Regions from separate parts of the Pan troglodytes genome. Here region 1 is linked to region 2. The links are chromatin contacts, called in public Hi-C maps. All regions are on one chromosome and are shown on one strand. The core of a region is the stretch at or near the end of the contact, and the rest is flanking DNA. Distances in the headings are between cores, read along the strand shown.

Region 1 (6,090 bases), core at 552-3,051, 160 kb after region 2:
CCGAGATCATGCCACTGTACTACACCCTAGGTGACAGAGCGAGACTCTGTCTCAAAAAACAAACAAACAAACAAAAAACCCAAACCCTACTCCCCCAAAACCCAGAAATTCAATTAAATACTAAGAAGGTATCTATTTATCTTGGTGGGAAAAACTTGGTCTAAAAATTAAAGGATCATTATTAAAATGAATGAAGCAAGCTAAAATTCCAGAACAAATACCTTCCTGGGGAAAATAAGGTCTAAAAATTCAAGAAATAATTAAAAATAACAAAGTAAAAATACTTGTGAAAATGTCCTTTGAGACCAGCCTGACCAACACGGCGAAACCTCCTCTCTACTAAAAATACAAAAATTAGCCAGGCGTGGTGGCTGGCTCCTGTAATCCCAGCTACTTGGGAGGCTGAGGCAGGAGAATTGCTTGAACCCGGGAGGCGGAGGTTGCAGTGAGCCGAGATCGCGCCACTGTACTGCAGCCTGAGCAACAAGAGCGAAACTCCGTCCCTCTCAGGGCAAAAAAAAAGTCTTTCAATTATGGTTTTTATTAAGCATACTGTTTTTCTGATTTCATTAACTGAAAATTAGTGGTAATTAAAAATGTATTACATATAAATAGGAATGTGATTTAAACATACAAAGAGTGACATCTCCGACAAATTGTGCTTATAAAATTCACTGCTATGTTTACATTTCTTAAGGGACACAGTTATTTCTACTACCAGAAGGTTGCTACCAGTAACGCAAGTGATAACTTATGTTGATTATTCACACCGTTTTCTTCATCCATAAAATAAGGAGACTGGGACTAAATGACCTATTAAGGTTCTTCTGAAATTCTATGATCAAGTATAATACCCAGCACAAGACCAAGTTCAAAAATGTCAATACACAGGAAACAAATCAGTCTGTAAATATTGAGAACCTATGTTATCAAAGCTAATGTCTTCTGAAATAACTGGAAGTAAAGATGAAAGTATATGAAAGATAATTTTGAATGTTCTGTATTTAGAATGTGCTTCAACATTTAATGCGATCTAATTTACATATCCTTTCTGGTGCTATTGCAAGGTTTATCAGGGTTTTATGGCAACAGAAGACTATGATGAATTCGAATGGGACACATTTGCCTCTGTGGAGTTACGATTCAAACTGAATGTCCAATATAGCAAGGCAACATACACAACAAGCAAAAGTGATTTTAGAAATAACAGAACGCGGGAGAAAATTCACACACGGAAAGTGATACGGATAACAAAAGCAGGTAACTCACAGAAATGCGGCTAGAAAAGAGGCCTCTGCTGGAGCGAGAGCAAATAGAATCAGAGGGCATTAGAACTGAAAAGCTCCTAGGAGCTTTCAGTGAACAAAACTTCATAGCCAAAAAAGCACAGGACTGGGCCAGGAGTTCAGAGACAGTCTTGGTGCTCAGGGGTTTGCAGCCCTAGCCGTGTGGTCACTCCCTTGCTTCTCTGGCTATTTCCTTATCTATAAAATGAGTGGGCTAGTTTAGGCCGACTGAGACGCAGACAGGGATACGGTACTGTCCATGGACCTCTGAGCTGCCCTTTCCACATCGCTGGTGAGTTACTTAAACCTCCTGTGTGTTTCCCCCTTTCGTATGTCAATAACATAAAATCAGAATGTAAATCCAGACGCATTGTTTTGCTGCGATTAAGTTGAACGAAAATAGCAAGGACGAAGTAAGGAGAGAGCCAGCCTACCCGCCGGATGAGACGTCCCACGGCGGAGTGGGCTGGGGGCGTGTCGTCGCGGAGGGGAGCGGCGAACCAGCCAGGAGGCGGAAGAGACCGCCCCGTGGGCGGAAGTGACGCAAGGCCTACTGTCGGCTGGGAGGGGAGGTGTAGCCGGTCTTTGGGGGTAGGCGGTAGTGGCGGAAGAGGTTCGGCGGCTGATGGCGGATCAGGATCGGAAGCCTGCGTAACTTTCTCCCTTGATCCGGGAGTCTTTCCACTGGGTAAGGCGCCTCCCCGGTCCACCCCAGCGCCTTGTGCGGGGCGGCTTCCAGCTGCATATCTTTTAGGGCTCGTGCTACACCCTTCAGCCCCTGTACTGTAGGGGCCTGGCCGGTCTCGGGAGAGGTCTCTGTGGTGACGAGGCTTTCCTTCCCGAAGACAAACCTTCCTTTCCAGACTGCGATTGTGATGGGGGTGTGGGCGACTCGGATCAGCTGTGGAGTTTTGGAATAGCAACGGGTGGCCGCCCCACGCGGTGGGAGGCCCGCGGGACAGGCCTTCGCGATTTGGGGGAGGCGTGTGGGACGGGGGCCCTTTGGCTGGGGACGAGTGACGCTGGCGACCCCCGAAGGAAAAGCTTCTGGTGTCCAAGGCTAAGCTCTGGGGTGACTGTTTTGAGGGCAGTGTGGGTTTTACCGGCGCAGTAAGCTGAGAAAACACGTAGGTCGCGTCCGAGAAGGACGCTCGGGTTTGCCTTTGCGGAGAGAAACCCAGCTGTTTTGGTTTGAGTCGCCGGTGGCGAAGGGGGCGGAGACTCCCTGCGCCGCCTACTTTTGAGGGCCGCGGGCGGAGTTGGCGGTTCTGGCTGATGGCCTGCTTCACCTGGAATCCATTCCCCACCCCGCCCCGTTCGCAAGGTGTGGACTAGTCCCGACCGAGTTGCACTCCTGGCTTAGGGAATCTGCGGCTAGAGTTTAGCGTGCGCGCGCGTACACCTTATTAGTAAAAAATTGAGCTTAGCGTGCGTCTGTGTGGGTGTGTGTACACACCTTATTGGTAAAAGTTTTGTTAGAAAACACTGGCATTTGACTTTAGACATACACAGTGTTAGATTTCCGGTTTCACACAGTGGTTATGAATTGCTATTATGTTAGGCTTTAGATGGGAAAATAAATCTTGATTTTTCAGCTGTCTGCATTCTGCTAATGTTAAAATTTCTACGAGCTGTGCACGAACAATTAATAGTTACAAGTTTGGTGCTCAATTCCTAAAGGATTTAAAGAGATCATTTGAATAGAAACTAAAAGTGGGTCGATCGTCCTCAAAGTGCTTTTCGGGTTTAGGGAAGGAGCTTAGGACAGCCTTTCTCTTTCGTTCTGTTCAAGGGTAAACTTGAAGGATTGTTTGATGATGCCGACTTCTAATAAGGTTTTATTTATTTATTTTTCAAACTGATTGTTCAACTTCAAAGAACATTGTAGTTTTTGTTTTCTAGTCATCACGTTTTTTTTTTTTTTTTTTCCTTGAGACGGAGTCTTGCTCTGTCTCCCAGGCTGGAGTGCAGTGGTGCGATTGCGGCTCATTGCAACCTCCGCCTCCCAGGTTCAAGTGATTCTCCTGCCTCAGCCTCCTGAGTACCTGGGATTACAGGCGTGCGCCACCACACTGAAGGGGTGGGTTGCCCCTCCACACCTGTGGGTGTTTCTCGTTAGGTGGAATGAGAGACTTGGAAAAGAAAAATACACAGAGACAAAGTACAGAGAAAGAAATAAGGGGATCCGGGGAACCAGCGTTCAGCATATGGAGGATCCCGCCAGCCTCTGAGTTCCCTTAGTATTTATTGATCATTTGTGGGTGTTTCTCCGAGGCGGGGCTGTGTCAGGGTCACAAGACAATAGTGGGGAGAGGGTCAGCAGACAAACACGTGAACAAAGGTCTTTGCATCGTAGACAAGGTAAAGAATCAAGTGCTGTGCTTTTAGATATGCATACACATAAACATCTCAATGCTTTACAAAGCAGTATTGCTGCCCACATGTCCCACCTCCAGCCCTAAGGCGGTTTTTCCCTATCTCAGTAGATGGAACGTACAATCAGGTTTTATACTGAGACATTCCATTGCCCAGGGACGGGCAGGAGACAGATGCCTTCCTCTTGTCTCAACTGCAAGAGGCATGCCTTCCTCTTATACTAATCCTCCTCAGCACAGACCCTTTACGGGTGTCGGGCTGGGGGACGGTCAGGTCTTTCCCTTCCCACGAGGCCATATTTCAGACTATCACATGGGGAGAAACCTTGGACAATACCTGGCTTTCCTAGGCAGAGGTCCCTGCAGCCTTCCGCAGTTTTTGTGTCCCTGGGTACTTGAGATTAGGGAGTGGTGATGACTCTTAAGGAGCATGCTGCCTTCAAGCATCTGTTTAACAAAGCACATCTTGCACAACCCTTAATCCATTTAACCCTGAGTTTGACACAGCACATGTTTCAGAGAGCACGGGGTTGGTGGTAAGGTCATAGATTAACAGAATCTCAAGGCAGAAGAATTTGTCTTAGTACAGAACAAAATGGAGTCTCCTATGTCTACTTCTTTCTACACAGACACAGTAACAATCTGATCTCTCTTGCTTTTCCCCACACACACCCGGCAAATTTTTGTATTTTTAGTAGAGACGAGGTTTCTCCATGTTGGTCAGGCTAGTGTCGAACTCCTGACCTCTTGATCCGCCCGCCTCGGCCTTCCAAAGTGCTGGGATTACAGGTGTGAGCCACTGCGCCCAGCCCATCACGTTCTTAAATTGTAGACCTCTGTTTATAGTTCTCACTGCAGCCATGTTTGTAGAATTAACCAGCAAATACCTTTTCCATAACAAAAGTAAAATTTTGGAATTCAAAGTTTCAACCTTTTTAATAATGTTAAAATAATCATGAAAGATCCTAATGATGCTCCTTGTATACTTCTTTTGGGGACTTTGTTGTATTCTTTTGGAATGGATATGTTAAATCTGGGCTTTATGCATTTCTGTCTTTTTAAAGCTTATTTTGTCCCAAATAAACCTTTAGAAGAAGATAAAAATGTCCTCTCCCCTAATATGTGTGGGCCAATATCATAGCATTTTAGAAACCAACTTATAAAAATCTAAAAAGTAAATAAAAGTGGTGCGGGTGACACCTGGGCGGAATGTCTTGGCACTCAGGTGTAAAGGATTCTGGAAATAGGGATGTCTGCAAGGGTGCAAATTAATAGACTGGGGCTTTTGCTGTTGCCTCCTAGAAAAATTGCTGATTACATTTTTTGGGAGCAGAGGTCTGTTAAGAGTTGTTAGTCTTTCTTTTTTTGAGCCACAGTGTGAATAATTGGAAACTATTTGAATGCTGGACATTTTTTCCTTTCATATGTTTGTGTGTCCTATCGGATTAAAGTTTGGAGATAATTCTAAAGGTTTTTTAGCTGAAGATGTGAAAAACTTTCAGTAACTCTATCAACCATTACCTGAATTACAACACTTCTAAGGGTACAAAGCGTTCATATTCTAAAATGCGGTGTTTCTGCTACAGTGGGTCATATGTGGAGTGTTACTAATCTGTTTCATTTCTTTATTTGCTTTGGTTTTACTATTACAGAAATTTTCAAACATACACAAAGGAGAATGAACAGTAAAATGAACCGACACTTTACTAATCTTGTTTTATTACCCCCTCTAACATTAATTTTTTCCCCTGGAGTTTTTAAAGCAAATCTTAGACATCAAGACATTTCACTTACAGTTAGTTTAGTATCTTTATTTTTTATTTTTATTTATTTTTTATTTTTGAGACGGAGTCTCGCTGTCACCCAGGCTGGAGTGCAATGGCGCGATCTCAGCTCACTGCAGGCTCCGCCCCCCAGGGTTCACGCCATTCTCCTGCCTCAGCCTCCCGAGTAGCTGGGACTACAGGCGCCTGCCACCTCGCCCGGCTAATTTTTTGTATTTTTAGTAGAGATGGGTTTTCACCGTGTTAGCCAGGATGGTCTCGATCTCCTGACCTCGTGATCCGCCCGCCTCGGCCTCCCAAAGTGCTGGGATTACAGGCGTGAGCCACCGCACCCGGCCTAGTTTAGTATCTTTAACTGATGAAGACTTTAGAAAAACACAGAATCACCATAATTATATTATCACACATAACAAAATTACCTTATTTTTGAATTCTAATTGTTAGGACTGGCAAATTATGTTTAGTATTTATCTAAATTAAAAAGCTTAATTTGGCTTCATATGTTTAATGTACAGAAGTTCTTACTATGGTCTATTTTTCAGTAAGTTCACTAAGGCTTACATTTTTGGGCTAAAGTAAAACAAGTATTGGGAACCACTGGAAAAATACTACCACAAAAGTCAAATCTGCTTTGGGCTTGAAAAA
Region 2 (6,375 bases), core at 1,924-4,423:
TCAATCATAAACCTACTACATATTAACATATTTTGGGAAAAATAACAAGCAACAAAATTTAGTGAGAAGAGTAGCATTGCTTGACAATTTTTCAAATCTCTTTAGTTCTGGCTTAATAGAAGACAGCTGGATTTTCATAGTAGATTAAATGCAGAAGCAGATATATGTTGTTTTGGTTGAAATATGTAAAGAAAAGCTGACCTCATATAGATAATGCAGTTTAAAAAAGTAAGAGAGAATTTTAATAACTTTTTCAGATAATTGTGGATATCCTTCTTTTATATTAAACCCAAACTTGACAAATGGTGGTTTCTTAAAGGCTTGTTGCAATGTGGAAAGAACTTTTTATACTATGTTACATTAAAATCTATCCCTCTATTTTGTACTTTGCATCTTTTATCTAGGCATAATTTGGTAACATCATACAAGGGTCAATTGGAAAATACTGGTTCAGTTAGTTATGCAGATATTCTAAATTCCCGGTATACAATAACAGAAACTCACATTCTTTAACCGCACCAACAATCTTTTCACAAAAGTCTTTAAGGATTAGAAAGTTGTTAAGTTCATATGGTCAGATACAAGTTTTCCAAAATTCTAATTTTTACTTGAAAGATCCAGTTTTATCATTGGTTACAAATACCCTCAGTTGCTTTCCTTGAAGTAAGACTCACTTTTTTCTTTCTATAAGATGTCTTGTTATTCTTTGAAATAAAAATGGTGTTCCACAAAAATGCAGATAGTATAGCTGGCAACTCAAACAATCACCTAAATACTTCTCAAGACAACCCCAATACCAACTGTAGCAGGATCGTTTGGGGCATATTTTCCATTACATCAAATAAAATACACAAAAGACATGTAGTCAACATTAAGATTTAATAAAATTAATAATTTTTAATGCTTCATCAAGGAACATTAAGTGGAATGCTTTATGTGTGGCTGTTAAGAATACGATACCACTGTCTTGACTCTTGCTAAGGGCAGCAGTTTTACTCACCATTCCTTTTGCACCATGAGTATTATTACTCTATTATTAGAAAAATAATTTTCACTTTATGGCCTCCTAGGGATCCATGGAGGGTACACTGAGAACCAATGTTCTTAACAATGCTAAAAGTACATTCTTATAGTTAAATCTTTACACATATTCTTACTTTGGGGGGATAAATTCTTAAAGTGGAATTACTTGGTAAATTATATATATTTGTAAAAATATACATACATAAATTACTAGGTAAATTTATAGACCTATAAATATAGAGCTTTTATACATACATACAGGTGTGCATGTTTTTTATATATGTATATATGTGTGTATATATGCACACACATATGTATGTATAAAAGTACGTGTGTATATTTGCATGTGCACACACGTGTGCATATATACACACGTGTGTATGTATGTGTATGTATATGCACACACGTGTGTGTATGTATAAAAGTTTTTGATGCATACTACCAAACTGTTCTCTGAGTTGGTTCAAATAACTTACATCACCAAAGCAGTCTATGAGGCTACACATCTTCCCTATCTATGCTAAGACTAGACTTTTGTATCTTTGCCAATCTGAAGGTTAAACATAATAACTTTTCAGAACCATCCTGACTGCCGCAAAGACTGGGTGGCCCCAGATTAGCCAGGAGACACTACATATATTTGCCTTCATTGTGGCTCACATTTCATCTCATCAAAATGAAGATATTATTTACCCTGTCTAATTCACTGGGATGATATGAGAAATAATTAGGAAAAGAATGAAAAAGTAAAAAGCATTTGTAAGACGATTCAAAGAGAAACAGATCAAATGTCAATGACACACACTCAAAGGAAGTGTATAAATTGGTTTCACCAGATTTTGGTTGTCCTAAAAGTGAGTGAGTTTGGGGCTTGTAACATTTAAGTTTTCTGTTTACTGAAAAATGAATCTAGAGTTTTCCTGCCCTTAAAAATGGTTGTATTTTCTAGGTACATGATTTTTTTAAAAATTTTTTTGGAGAAAATGTTATAAGATGGCAAAATTCTCAATTTAAGAACACAGATGTAAACTTTATTAACAGCAGGCAGAAAGCTGGCCTTCTTCCATGCTATTCTGTTCTAATCTAAGAAGATAGGTGGTTATGTAATTCCTCCACATAAATTCAGTCCACCTGGACGTGAAGGGGGAGGTGACTTAACAAACTGACTTCACATTAGTTCACTCATTTTCTCTGCAATTTATTCTTTAAAAATGTTTTTTTCCCTATGAACAATACATTCAATATAAATTATTAGATTATCACCAATTTCTACAAAAGCAAATATGCCCTTGTTGCAAATATGCAAAAACAGAAGGAAAACACAAAAAGGAACATTCTTTCCATTCCAACTGATAGTCTACATGAGCTCTCAGGAAGTTTGGCAACTGGGTTTCAAGGTTTTAAGAATATTACAATAATCCAGAGCGACTGCAGTGTAGAGCAATGTGGAAAAAAAGAAAGAGAGAAAGAGAGACAGGGAGAGAGAGAAGGAAGGAAGGAAAGAAGGAAGGAAGGGAGGGAGAGAGGGGAAGGGGTTGATTAAAGATGGTTTCATGAATAAAATATATCATGAAACCATCTTATTCTCTGCTAAGATGATTTTACTAACTATAATTTTGCTTCTAGAAATTAAAATTTCCTCAATTCCATCTGAGCAATCAATACTCTAAAAGCATAAAGTGTTATATTCTCTAATTATTTTTACTTTTTAACTCTGTTCTTGACCAGAAATGAAGGGGAAGGGGAAGGGGAGAGACAGAGAAGAAGAAAAAGGAGGAGGAGGAGGAGGAGGAGGAGGAGGAGGAGGAGGAGGAGGAAGAGGAGGAGACAAAAAGAAAAGAGGACGGCACTCTTAGAAAAGGAGGGAAATCACTCTGTGAGGCGTTAGCTTTGTGGTTCCAACAGTGACCACCTCGACTTTCCTGGGACAGATTTATTCAGCTTAACAACCCTCACTGGTGACTTGTGACATTCTCCTGCCAGTCCCTGCAGGTACAGTACCCTGACAGGCCATTATAAAAAGGCTCTCTAACAGGGCCACTGGCTGTCAGAAGCCACCAGCTGGCGTGCCACAGCCCTGCAGTCGCCAGGGTCCAGCTGCCAGTCTGGGCGGTGCCGTCCATGCTGCGCAACGTGCCACCCAGCTGCTGCATGGTCACGTCCATCTGGAGCTCTCTAGCTAGACAAATCTCTATGCCTGTCAGATCTCTTCAGCAAGCCTTGTTATGCAAATTCAATTACTCAAGTGTGCCCTATTACTGCTGGCTAACTGCTCCTAGAACCGATCTCACACTGACAGTTCACATTTTTTGCTCACCAAAAAGTACCTCATTTATTCTTGCTTTGCTACCTCCTTGTATCATTAAAGATGAACAGCCAAAGTCCACGGTATTCTAACCTCTCTGCAGTGGGCTACTGTTCTCCACAAAGAGCTGAGAGGAAAATTAATTGCAAAAGAAAACCTTCTAATCAGACATGAAGTGGTGTTAAAGCTGCAGATTCCCCACACTTGACAGATGATTTTACTACCAGAAATATGAAATTTAAATCTTAATGACCGAAAGGAAAATCTGGTATAACAAGTTATATTGGACAAAAAAAAAAAATGAATTATTAGGAGAAAATGCTGTAGTAGCTTTTACTAATACCTACTTTTTAAATAAAAAGAAAAGAAGTGACAAGAAATTTCATTAGGTAAAGTTCATGTTGATAGCTCACTGCCTTGTCTACATTCTCCCCTCCCCTGCACCCTCTAGCCCTAGTCATGCCACTCCCAAACACATACACTTCCTCTCCCCACTGCCTATACCCTCTCGCCTTACCGCTACAATTAGGAGGTTTCGTTCTTTTTCAATAACTCATTTTAACCCATCAGTGATTTGAAGGTTGAGATGAGTATTCGAAGCCATTTAACCATTTCTAATCCATTCAAGACAACTGAGAAAAAATTCCAAGGTACATCTGTAATTCCAAGATTCTCACCCAAGCAACCACATCATAAAATGAGACATTTTAATCAACTGAGGAGGTAAGAGAAAAAGAGTCCATCAGTAGTTACACTTTCAAAATAGCAGTTTCCACAACACGAGTAGAGTATAGCAGTTTAGAAGAGAAAGGGAATAAGTAATGTCTGTTTATGAATCATGCAATGATACAAATACCAACAGAAATTTAGCTAAAATAGGTATTACACAGTGATATCTGGACATCAGTCCCCAAGAAATGTTTCTAATGCACAAATCTTTAGGATCTTTACTCTGAAAATAACAATTAACTGTTGATTACAAAACTAAAAAAATGAAAAGGCTGCTGGCCAGGCACAAGTCAAATGTAACCATGTTTCAGGTTTAAAGCTTATGGACAATGGAGGGTTGTTGGTTTTTTTGGTTTGCTTCATTTTCTAAGTGAACTTGGAAAATGTGTAAGGAAAGGAGGTCCAGGATAAATACAAGGCAAGAAGTTTTGGTAAACAGTTTTCATTTTTTATTTTCTTTTGTTTAAGAGATACGGTCTCACTCTGTCACCCAGGATGGAATGCAGTGGCATGATCATAGCTCACTGTAGCCTCTAACTCCTGGGCTCAAGTGATCCTCCTGCCTCAGCCTCCCGAGTAGCTGGACTACAGGTGTATGCCACCACACCCAGCTAAGTTTTTAAAAATTGCTTGTAGAGGCAAGGTCTTGCTGTGTTGCCCATGCTGTTCTCTAACTCCTGGCCTCAAGTGATCCTCCTGCCTCAGCCTCCCAAAGTGCTAGGATTACAGGGATGAGCCACCACACCTGGCCCAGTATAGAGTATTTTAAAATATATCATGAAACCATCTTATTCTCTGCTAAGATGATTTTACTACCTCTATAATTTTGCTTCTAGAAATTACTAAAATTTCCTCAATTCCATCTGAGCAATCAATACTCTAAAAGCACAAAGTGTTATATTCTCTAATTATTTTTACTTTTTAACTCTGTTCTTGATCAGAAATGAAAAAGTAGAGTGCCTATATGCTTGGCCTTAAACCCCTAAAATCCAATTGTTTAGGAATTGCTTTTCAAATGCCTCATTTGTAACCACTTTTTAAAATCAGTATCTCTTACGTTTTGAGAGACCCGACCACAGCTTTTTTTAAATTATACTAGTTAAAACTGAAAGCAAACTATTTCACTCAAGTATGTGAATAATATGTATGAAAATTAGGAACTATCTGCATTTGCAGGGACAAATAGCTATCCCACAGGAATGAATTTTAAAATGTGGGAATGGCATTATTAGGTAATATAGGTATATTGAAAATGTGTATTTTTATGTTATAAAATGGTTTTATCAGCATGTTATATTTCCACTTAAAAATTCAGATTAACAAAAAAGGGTAAGTATGCTTCTATTACATTTTTAAAAATCACTAAAATGCTTATATTTGAATTAGGAAAACCTTAATTTTTTTGTTTTAATTTTTATAGTGAATAAAACCTTTTCCTTCAAATCTTTATACGTAAGTAGAAAACGAGTAACTAGAATTTATCCTTAAACTATGCTGCTAGCTCTCAAATTCTTATTGACTAAATGAGAAATTCACATTTTCCCCTTAATAATTCCAATGGTGATTTTAATAACAATAGGAGTAATTAACACTATTCAGTACATACTGTGGATCAGACACTTTTCTAGACCCTTAAGAAATCAACCCTTGAGGTATGTGTTATATAATAATGCCTATTTTACAGATGTAGAAAGGCACAGAGATATTAAATAACTAGGATATATGCCCACTATGCATCAGAGAAAGTGATTCTAACTCCACTGTCTTCAAATGTATGGTAGAAACTAAAAGGAAAACTGAAATCAAGTACTTGATTGTAAGACAATCAGTAAAAAGGCAATTTGGGGAAATACTTCTCTGTATATAAAATGAAGAGAGTTATGTTCTCTGAGCAACCTTTTCTGTGGCAAAGACTCTGTGGTTGACTTTTGGGTATGTGTGAACGTACCCAAGTCATACAACTAGTAAGTGACCTACATTGGAGTCCTGAATCCAAATCCCGTGATCGTCCCATCACACCAAACTGCCTCTTCTCAAAGTTCTAGAAGTCCTGTTTTGTGAACCAGAGTAAGAGTTCTGATTTGGGTTACAACATTCTCAAGTAAGTACTAATGTGTATCTTTCCACAATGATTACATTAGAACATTCTGATAAAGTCAGCCCTGAGGTTAGGATTTTGGTGAGAAAAAAAGAAAACATCAAAATCTCATTTGATTTTCACAAAAAGTCAGGCCCTAAAAATGGCATTAGAGAAAGGAATATGCCCACTCCAAGAGATTCAATGGTACATCATTTCATTTAAGTCTCAAAATAAGCAA

Evidence for each region. Hi-C and Micro-C count contacts between places; a contact is called where the count stands out from the background.
Region 1: a contact with region 2 is called in a Hi-C map of stem cell-derived neural progenitor cells, with 2.1 times the contacts expected there. The contact joins the promoter of HIBADH here to the enhancer-like site in region 2. A contact is called at or near these places in 1 of 7 Hi-C or Micro-C datasets (stem cell-derived neural progenitor cells) and 1 of 1 datasets of contacts at active chromatin or transcription factors (stem cell-derived excitatory neurons).

What each region holds. Positions count from the first base shown.
Region 1 is chr6:33,537,400-33,543,489 of NHGRI_mPanTro3-v2.0_pri, forward strand. It overlaps HIBADH (3-hydroxyisobutyrate dehydrogenase), which reads right to left and starts at 1,802. Exons shown (of 8, transcript XM_009452826.4): 1 at 1,721-1,802. It overlaps TAX1BP1 (Tax1 binding protein 1), which reads left to right and starts at 1,830. Exons shown (of 18, transcript NM_001280442.1): 1 at 1,830-1,974.
Region 2 is chr6:33,381,013-33,387,387 of NHGRI_mPanTro3-v2.0_pri, forward strand. All of the region lies in intron 4 of HIBADH (3-hydroxyisobutyrate dehydrogenase), which reads right to left. Among named protein-coding and RNA genes, the nearest start is that of HIBADH, 160 kb to the right of the region's middle. Within about 2 kb of position 3,174, at least 3 of the 24 cell types and tissues checked have an H3K27ac peak or open chromatin away from gene starts, as enhancers often do. A contact at or near this core is called in stem cell-derived neural progenitor cells, where this site is marked.